Regions from separate parts of the Dromaius novaehollandiae genome. Here region 1 is linked to region 2. The links are chromatin contacts, called in public Hi-C maps. All regions are on one chromosome and are shown on one strand. Each heading gives the region's core, a stretch centred on a gene start, on an enhancer-like site or on the middle of the called end of the contact. The rest is flanking DNA. Distances are from core to core; before and after follow the strand shown. Region 1 overlaps DISC1 (DISC1 scaffold protein). Region 2 holds the start of SIPA1L2 (signal induced proliferation associated 1 like 2).

Region 1 (3,742 bases), core at 761-3,260, 440 kb before region 2:
GAGGGTTTTTTTTCTCACTTACGAGTGCTAAATTTTAGTCTCAATATCTTCTTTCTTCTATTTTCTTCTTCTGAATCGTTTCTAACCTCCTCCTCACAGCTGTCTGCCAGTCTCCTTATGTATCCAAACAAAAGATGTTTTCTTTAAGCATTCTGATGGGTTTTCTGTGTGCTTTTTTTCTTTTGTGTGTGGGTTTTTTTTTTTTTTTTTAATTCTTCCTGAGAGAAGTTGGCGTTATTTTTCTACTGGAAGGTATAAGAAGCCTCCTAGATCTGTTACTAATGTAAGAGTTCATCCCTTGAAAATAGCCCTGCGCAGTGTGTAGTAACATACACTTCTGTGTTTCTGTGGAATCAGCTGTTATTTGTCGAGCACTGACAACACGCTCAGCACCGTATAATATAAAGAGGAGGATGGGATTTCTGCCCCAGAGGGTTTGCAGTCTACGTTAGATGCACAAAACAGATTAGATAATGCTAAACGTGGCACTGGTCAGATGCACAGATTAGTCTGAAAATGCCACAGATCTTTTTAATACAACTTCCTCCTTAGATGGATGTAGTCTGTGTTTTAATGAAAGTATAAAAATATTCTTGGCTTCCCTGAAGACTTTACAAAAGGTACATCTGAATAACTGACAGGTAGGATCTATCATGCCAAGCTTAAGCTTATTGCTAAGCCAAAATATCTGATAAGATGGTTTGCCTACTGGCAAAGAATTAATTGGATTTCATACTTTGAGTCCTTTCTTTTGCTCCATCATTATTATCATAGAGTTACAGGAGGCAGAGATACAAAAGACCTATTAAGTTATCCAGGCAATAGACTTCTCAAAGCCTGGCTTCTATTACGCTTGCTTATTTCTTAAGATTCAGACCTTTCTTAATTTCATCTTGTTATTCCTAATTATATCTAGTTTGGGTCATCCTCAATAATTCATTTTCCTCACTGGCATGTATATCATTCAAATATTTACGGGCCGTTATTGTGTCCCCAGGAAAGTTGTTCCTTAGCCGACCTTTATGTAGTTAACTTTTAATGTCTTTATGTAATCAGTCTCTTCAATCACCACTTAGCATTTTTGTTGCTTCTCTAGTAACTCTCTCTAGTGTGTTATCTTTCTGGTAATGAGGTGTCCAGAACTGAACGCAGTATTTCGTGTGTGTCTGCAGCAGAGCTCAGTAAAGAGGGGCTTTTTCAGCTCTCTGCTCTGGGAACTGGTGCTTCTGCAAATGCAGACGAAAACCCCTGAGCTTTATTGTGCTAGATTGTGTAGCAAACAGGAGGCCAGTTGATTCAGATTACACTGGCTTTGTATCATTTCAGGTGATAGAGCAGTATTAGGTATGTTTTTCCATGCAAGTGTGAATGGAATTATCTAGATTTTACCTCCATATGAGTGAACTGTATTCACAGAGACGATTTATTTCTTTTATCCCCTCTTTGTAACAGTGAAATTTAAAAGCGGAACAGAAAATTAATGTTAAAATAACACTGAGGTGATTGGCAGTGCCCTGCTGTTGATCTCTCCTTTTAACATCTGCTGGCGCTCTCTGGGGGGAAGGGTTGGGATAGCAGTTATTTCTCCTGACTCATTATGGTTTATTAACACTGAATTGGATATAATGGCAGCGGAGGTGTCCCTGGGGAAGTGGCAGCTAGAAGACCTGGTGCTCTGTAGGTGTGCCTTATTTGCTTGTGATTATAAATAAATAAATCCTCCCACCAGAAAGGGTGGGGGGTTGGATCTGAGATGGGGCACTGAGAAAGGGTTAAGAAAGAGCACTCCTACAAAAAACCCTTGTTATTTTGGGGGTGCGCTGAGGGAGTCGTGGCTGTGGCTCTGTGCTGGAGTAGTTGCCCATGGCAGAGCTGGGCAGCCCTGTGGCTAGGCCTTGATGTGGGGTGGCCTCTGAAATCGCCTGTTGCCACGGGACACCTCTGTGTAGCTGGGCGATCCCAGGCGAGCGGTATAAGGAAGGGGAAGCGAAGCACAGCCCTCGCTGCGTGCTGCGGACCAAGGCCCCAGGCAGCTGCCTGTAGCACAGCACAGCGTGAGAGCTCGCAGCAGACCCACGTCTACAGACCTGGAATAAATAAATCAGGGTACATTTAAAATTGGAAAGGAAAGGAAACGATCTGAAATTGGGTTTGATATTATGTAGCTGTGAAGGCCCAAGCTCGTTATATTAAGTACTTTTTTCATATTTAACTTCTCATGAACAGGACTGAACTATGTCTAGTTAAAACTTCAGCCGGAAAGTGCAGCTGCTGATTGGGGGGAGGGTGACAGGAGGGTGGGTTTGGACTCCAAGCACCTGGGATCTGGGTTTGTTTGAAACTCCTGACTTTTGACGATGCCTTATCTTTCTTGCCTCTCATACAGGAGCAGGGAGATCATTTTCTGTTTCAGTTTATTTGACTGATTCAGTTCAGTGGCTGTTTTATTGAACACCGAGAAATTGATTGAGTTAAACTAGCAAGAAGCTTGTTTTCCCTTTTCCAGTCTGCAAATAAAACCTGGATATGGAAAGACAGGATCTGCTTGGGTGGCATTTGAGGCCCAGAACTGATTATGTCTGCTCCCTTAGTTGAGGCGATGTTGCTTTTGCTTGATCAATTTTAAATACAGTTTTGGATAAATTTGCCTTTCTTCATGAGAACACAACCCACCAAAAGTAATTAATTTAGCTAATCAATACTGTTTTCCAGTGTCCTTTTGTGCCTTTTAAAAAGGACTCACTTTCATTCAAATGAGCTTGATATAAATATCAGATTTTAAAATATCATGGTGAAAATTTGTCTTACCATTTTCCAATAAAATAAATATGAAAATAAGACTCTGGTAGGTTGTAGTTGTTTAAATAGTGTATGTTATGCCCTCGCAGAACATACAGCTTATGTTTTGACATACAGCATGATTTGATTGCCAATGAGCCTGTTTTAATGATTGCTAGTCAAAGGGAATCACTTTATTCTTTTGAAAATTAGCAAAAAAATATAAGCGCAGATTAAGACTGATTTTAAAGTCAGGCTTTGTTCTAGTTTTAATCCTGGATTAAAGCTGTCACAGAGAACAACGTGATAGTTTTAGTTCTTTTCCACTTGTAACCTGAATGCAGTGGCATTTGTATCTTTGGCCTCTTCATTGCTGTGCAAAGCCTGTCATCTTGGGTAACTGCCAGGATAAATTGCCTTTGAACTGTTCACTTCAGCAGAGAGGTGTTGGAGGAGATTGTCTGACCAGGCCCCAAACGAGTAAGCCGTGGTCCTGTTCAGCCCTTTCTGTGATAGCTTGTTCCTGGGACCTGGGGTAGTTGTTCTTCAGGGTTGAGTGCCCAGTTGGAGGCAGATCCCGTTGTTGAGCAGGATGTGTGCCAGGAGGATCTGGACATTTTATTTTCTCCTGAATTGAAGCGTGTCAAAAAGGAAGACACTTTCTGCCTTCAGCTTGGATCTCCTGCTAGTATCAAAGGAAATTAAGCCTTACAGTTGCATGTAGTTTTGTCCTTTTTTGTTTGTCTGTTTGTTTGTTTCTGCAACAGATGGCTAGGAAGGTATCATTGCAAACCTTTTGGGACGTGGAGAACAACAGAAATGAACAAAGGGCAAAAACAAATGCCATTTAACCGAATTCTCTTCTTTATTCAAAATGCAGTCCAAAGTTTTAGTTTATTTTTCAGCTTTCCAGCCAGCCTAGCATATACAGAATGCAAAAACATCATGTTGAAGGAATTTGCAT
Region 2 (3,471 bases), core at 595-3,094:
AGAGTACACATATAAAATGATGTCTACAAACAGTAAGAAGCACTGATCAAAACAATGAATTATGTCAGCTAGCAGGCAAACTTTAAATTCTGCTCTGGTCTAATCGGCACAGAACTGATCAAGAAGGTAGTTTAGTATTCATGGGAAGGAAAAAATAGACAAATACAGAATGCTAGGCTGCAGAGACAGATTAGAGGCCTTCCTTCTCTGTTGGATGTCTGATATAAGAAAGCCATCTAGTGTTAACTTTTAGAAGTGAAAATTGCGCACAAAAGAGTTCGGGAGAATTTATATGAGCAATTCTCTTTAACTTTGCAAGTCTTCTGCATCATTAGTAATAAAACTAGTTTCTGCCAGAATATCCAAACTACTAATGTGTTAAAATAATCCAGCATCAAGTACTAAACTAGCTTACTGACCTATTTTGTGAATGTTAATAGCCACATCTGAAATTTGTCAACTTCAGAGTAGTCTTTGTCAAGAGCTGGCTAAACGCTAGTTCCTCATTCACGCAGACATGTACCTTCTACGCAAAATGCTGTGCAGCACCACAGATGAGCTATGTAACTAGAAAAGAGAAAATCTAAAGCAAAGTTGATCTCAACTGGCTATCATTTAATCAATCAAACAGTTTGGAGACTGGATCACCGAACACGTAGTAAAGCATTACAATGTAACAAAGAGTGCAAAGAATACAGCTGAAAATACGGTTGGGTCTCAGACACAAGTAAACAAGTAAATTGCATTAAAATCACTTAAGAAAACGACACGGGCTAAAGAATCTTTCTCTCTGTTATTTTATATGCCTGGTCCCCATTCTACTGCCTTCCCTCTGAAAAACAAAGCCATATCCCAGAGATGTCCTATGACGACAAACTTACTCTGTAATTGCCATTATTCTTTAAGTGGGCTTCAAAGACCGAAACAACGTGACTACGCGCAGAGCTGTTAGAGACGGTCAGAGAGCACTCTCTAAGTGACTGATGACCCGATTTACACCCGTGCCGCCCCCACGGCCACCCTCGCGAGTATTATTTAGTTGGCAGGTCACAAAGCTATTTATAAAGGCGACGTGCGGGAGCAAGCGATCCCGCTCCGGCGCGGCGGGGAGAGCGGGGCGGCGGGCTAGGGCGAGCGCGCAGAGGGGGGAGGGCGACACCGTGGCCCAGGCGGGGGCGCCGCTGCCGGTGCGGGGGGCTCCTCTTCCCGCTCCGCAGGGCGGCAGACCCGCCGCTTCCCCCCGCAGACCGCCGTCCTCACAGCTGGGGCGCCCCACGGAGCGCCTGAGAAACCGAGATTCCCTCCCCCACAGCCGGCGGTTCCCCAAAGGTAGGGGAGAGGAGACAGGAGAGGGGTCCCCTCCCACCGCCTCCCCTCTCCAAACTGCCCCCCGAGCCCTTGTAGCCCTTGTCGGGAGGGAAAGCACCCGCCCGCTCCGCTCTCCTTCGCCCACCCGTCCCGTCCCGTCTCGTCCCCCGCTCCGCCCCGCACGCACTCCTCCCGCGGGGCACGGACGCGGTGGCAGGCGCCGCTCCTTACCTGCTGCTGCCCTCGCTGCGGCTGCTCTCGCCGCGGGATCCCCATCGCCCCCCTCTCCACACACACGCGCCCGCTCCTCGCCTCGCCTCTCCCCGCGCTGCTCCCTGCGAGCGGCCGCGCTCCTCGCCTCTCCCGCGGGACGAACTGTCCGCGGGGCGGCGGAGCCGTTAACGTAACGGGAGCGTCCGTTGGGGTCTCGCGCGCTGCTCCCCCCGCCCCCTTCCTCGCGCTCGCTCCCTCACGTTCTTCCCGGCGCTGGGTCTCGAGTGCGCCTCAGCCGCCGGACAGGGAAGAGAGGCGGAGGGGAGGGGAGGGGAGGGGAGGGGAGGGGAGGGGAGGGGAGGGGAGGGGAGGGAGCGGCGCCGACACACACACACGCTCTCGCTTTCCCTCACACACCCTGAGGCCCCACCCCTTCTCCCGCCCCTCCTCCCATTGGCTCGGTCGGCTCGGCCCCGGGGGAATACGAACTCCGCATTGGCCACTCGCGCTGTCGCACAACCAAAACACCAGGCCCCGCCCCGCAGCGTGCCCGCCGCCGGCCCCCTCCCCGCTTTCAGCCACCCAGGCCGGGTGCGCGGGAGGGGTCCTCGCGCCGGCCCGGGCTCCGCGGTGCGCCGTGGGGTCCGGGGCGAGGCGGCCGGCTGATGAACGGAAGGGAGCAACAGGTGGGGCGAGCTGGGGCGAACAGCCCGGGAAGCGCCCTGCCCGGCAACGAGCCAGAGTGAGCGCGGGCTGCCGCCCCGGTGCCTCGGCAGACTCGGGCGCTCGGGCGTCGCCGTGCCGGAGCCGAGCCGTCGCGGACGGCCCGGGCAGAGCGGTGCCCTCCGCAGCGCGGCGGCGCGTCCCTACCCCGCACGGCTCGTCGTCCCCGCTTTCAAGACCCTGGACAACGCCGCCCGGCCCGGCCCGGCCCGGCTCCGCGCCCCGGGCCGCCGCTCGACCGCCGGCGCCTGCCCCGCGGCCGTTAGCGCCAACGGCCGCTGCGCGCGGGCCGGGCGCCCCCCCCTCCCCGGGACCCGCCCAGTAGCAAGGAGACCCCTGTGTCACCCTCAAAAGCTCTGCGTTATCCAGTGGAAGCCCTGAAAATCAAATCATACTCAATCGGCACTGCCGTGCGAGACCCTCGGCTCGCAGCGGGGAGCGACTCCTGCCAAGTCTTTGGTTTTGTTCCCGTCCTTTAGTGTCTGTTGTTCTCACCTATAACTTCAAACCAAAAATACCTGTAATAAGTAAATGCACGGCAGCCGAGTCCTCTGAATTGCCCTATGTGTTCTGCCTCCTGCATGCGGCTTTTAAATTGCATATGGTCACATATACAGCGGTGCTTTCCTTCCATGTTGTACAGCTCTGAGCATGTTTAGTTTGCCTGCCAAATAAGCCATGGCAAGGTATCGGCATTTTCTCCGCCTCCTCCATGAGCTCTGGTAAGCAAACCAAAGTCTGGTTTTGAAATTTGAATTTCCCTGTTTCTGCTCTGTGGGACAGTTCTGCAAGGGGCCACATCTGCAGTCGTAAGACCCACCTCTACACAGAGGTTGCAACATAAAAGATGTTATCATGACTGATGTGGCTGCTCCCGTCTGCTACCCCAAATTACGAGGCCTGCAACAGCATTGGAATTAAAGTCTACTCCTACAGAGCCCTACAGAAACAATTCATGATTCTTTTATTTTCTTTAGTCCTCTCTTGCTTGCTTTCCCCTCCGCCCGCACCCACCTCTCATGAGTATGTAACTTCTGGTCGTACCAGTTTGCTCAGCTCTGGTGAGCAAGCTGCATGTTGACATTTACAATTATTCCACTGCCTTGTAAACGTCTCCTCACTGCCTACCTTTTGCTGGAAACAGAGAAGAAGGATGTAGTGGAAAGGAGCTGCCACATGTACACCAAGATCCAAAACACCCAGTGCAGGCTTAACTGTTCCTTTAAT

Evidence for each region. A called contact is a pair of places that touch in the nucleus more often than the background predicts.
Region 1: a Hi-C map of liver shows a contact between it and region 2, with 6 times the contacts expected there. The contact joins the enhancer-like site here to the promoter of SIPA1L2 in region 2. A contact is called at or near these places in 2 of 4 Hi-C or Micro-C datasets (brain and liver).

What each region holds. Positions count from the first base shown.
Region 1 is chr3:80,958,494-80,962,235 of bDroNov1.hap1, reverse strand. The region is part of intron 9 of DISC1 (DISC1 scaffold protein); the gene reads left to right. Among named protein-coding and RNA genes, the nearest start is that of DISC1, 140 kb to the left of the region's middle. Within about 2 kb of position 2,010, at least 1 of the 2 cell types and tissues checked has open chromatin away from gene starts, as enhancers often do.
Region 2 is chr3:80,517,264-80,520,734 of bDroNov1.hap1, reverse strand. SIPA1L2 (signal induced proliferation associated 1 like 2) reads right to left here and starts at 1,844. Exons shown (of 22, transcript XM_064509253.1): 1 at 1,540-1,844.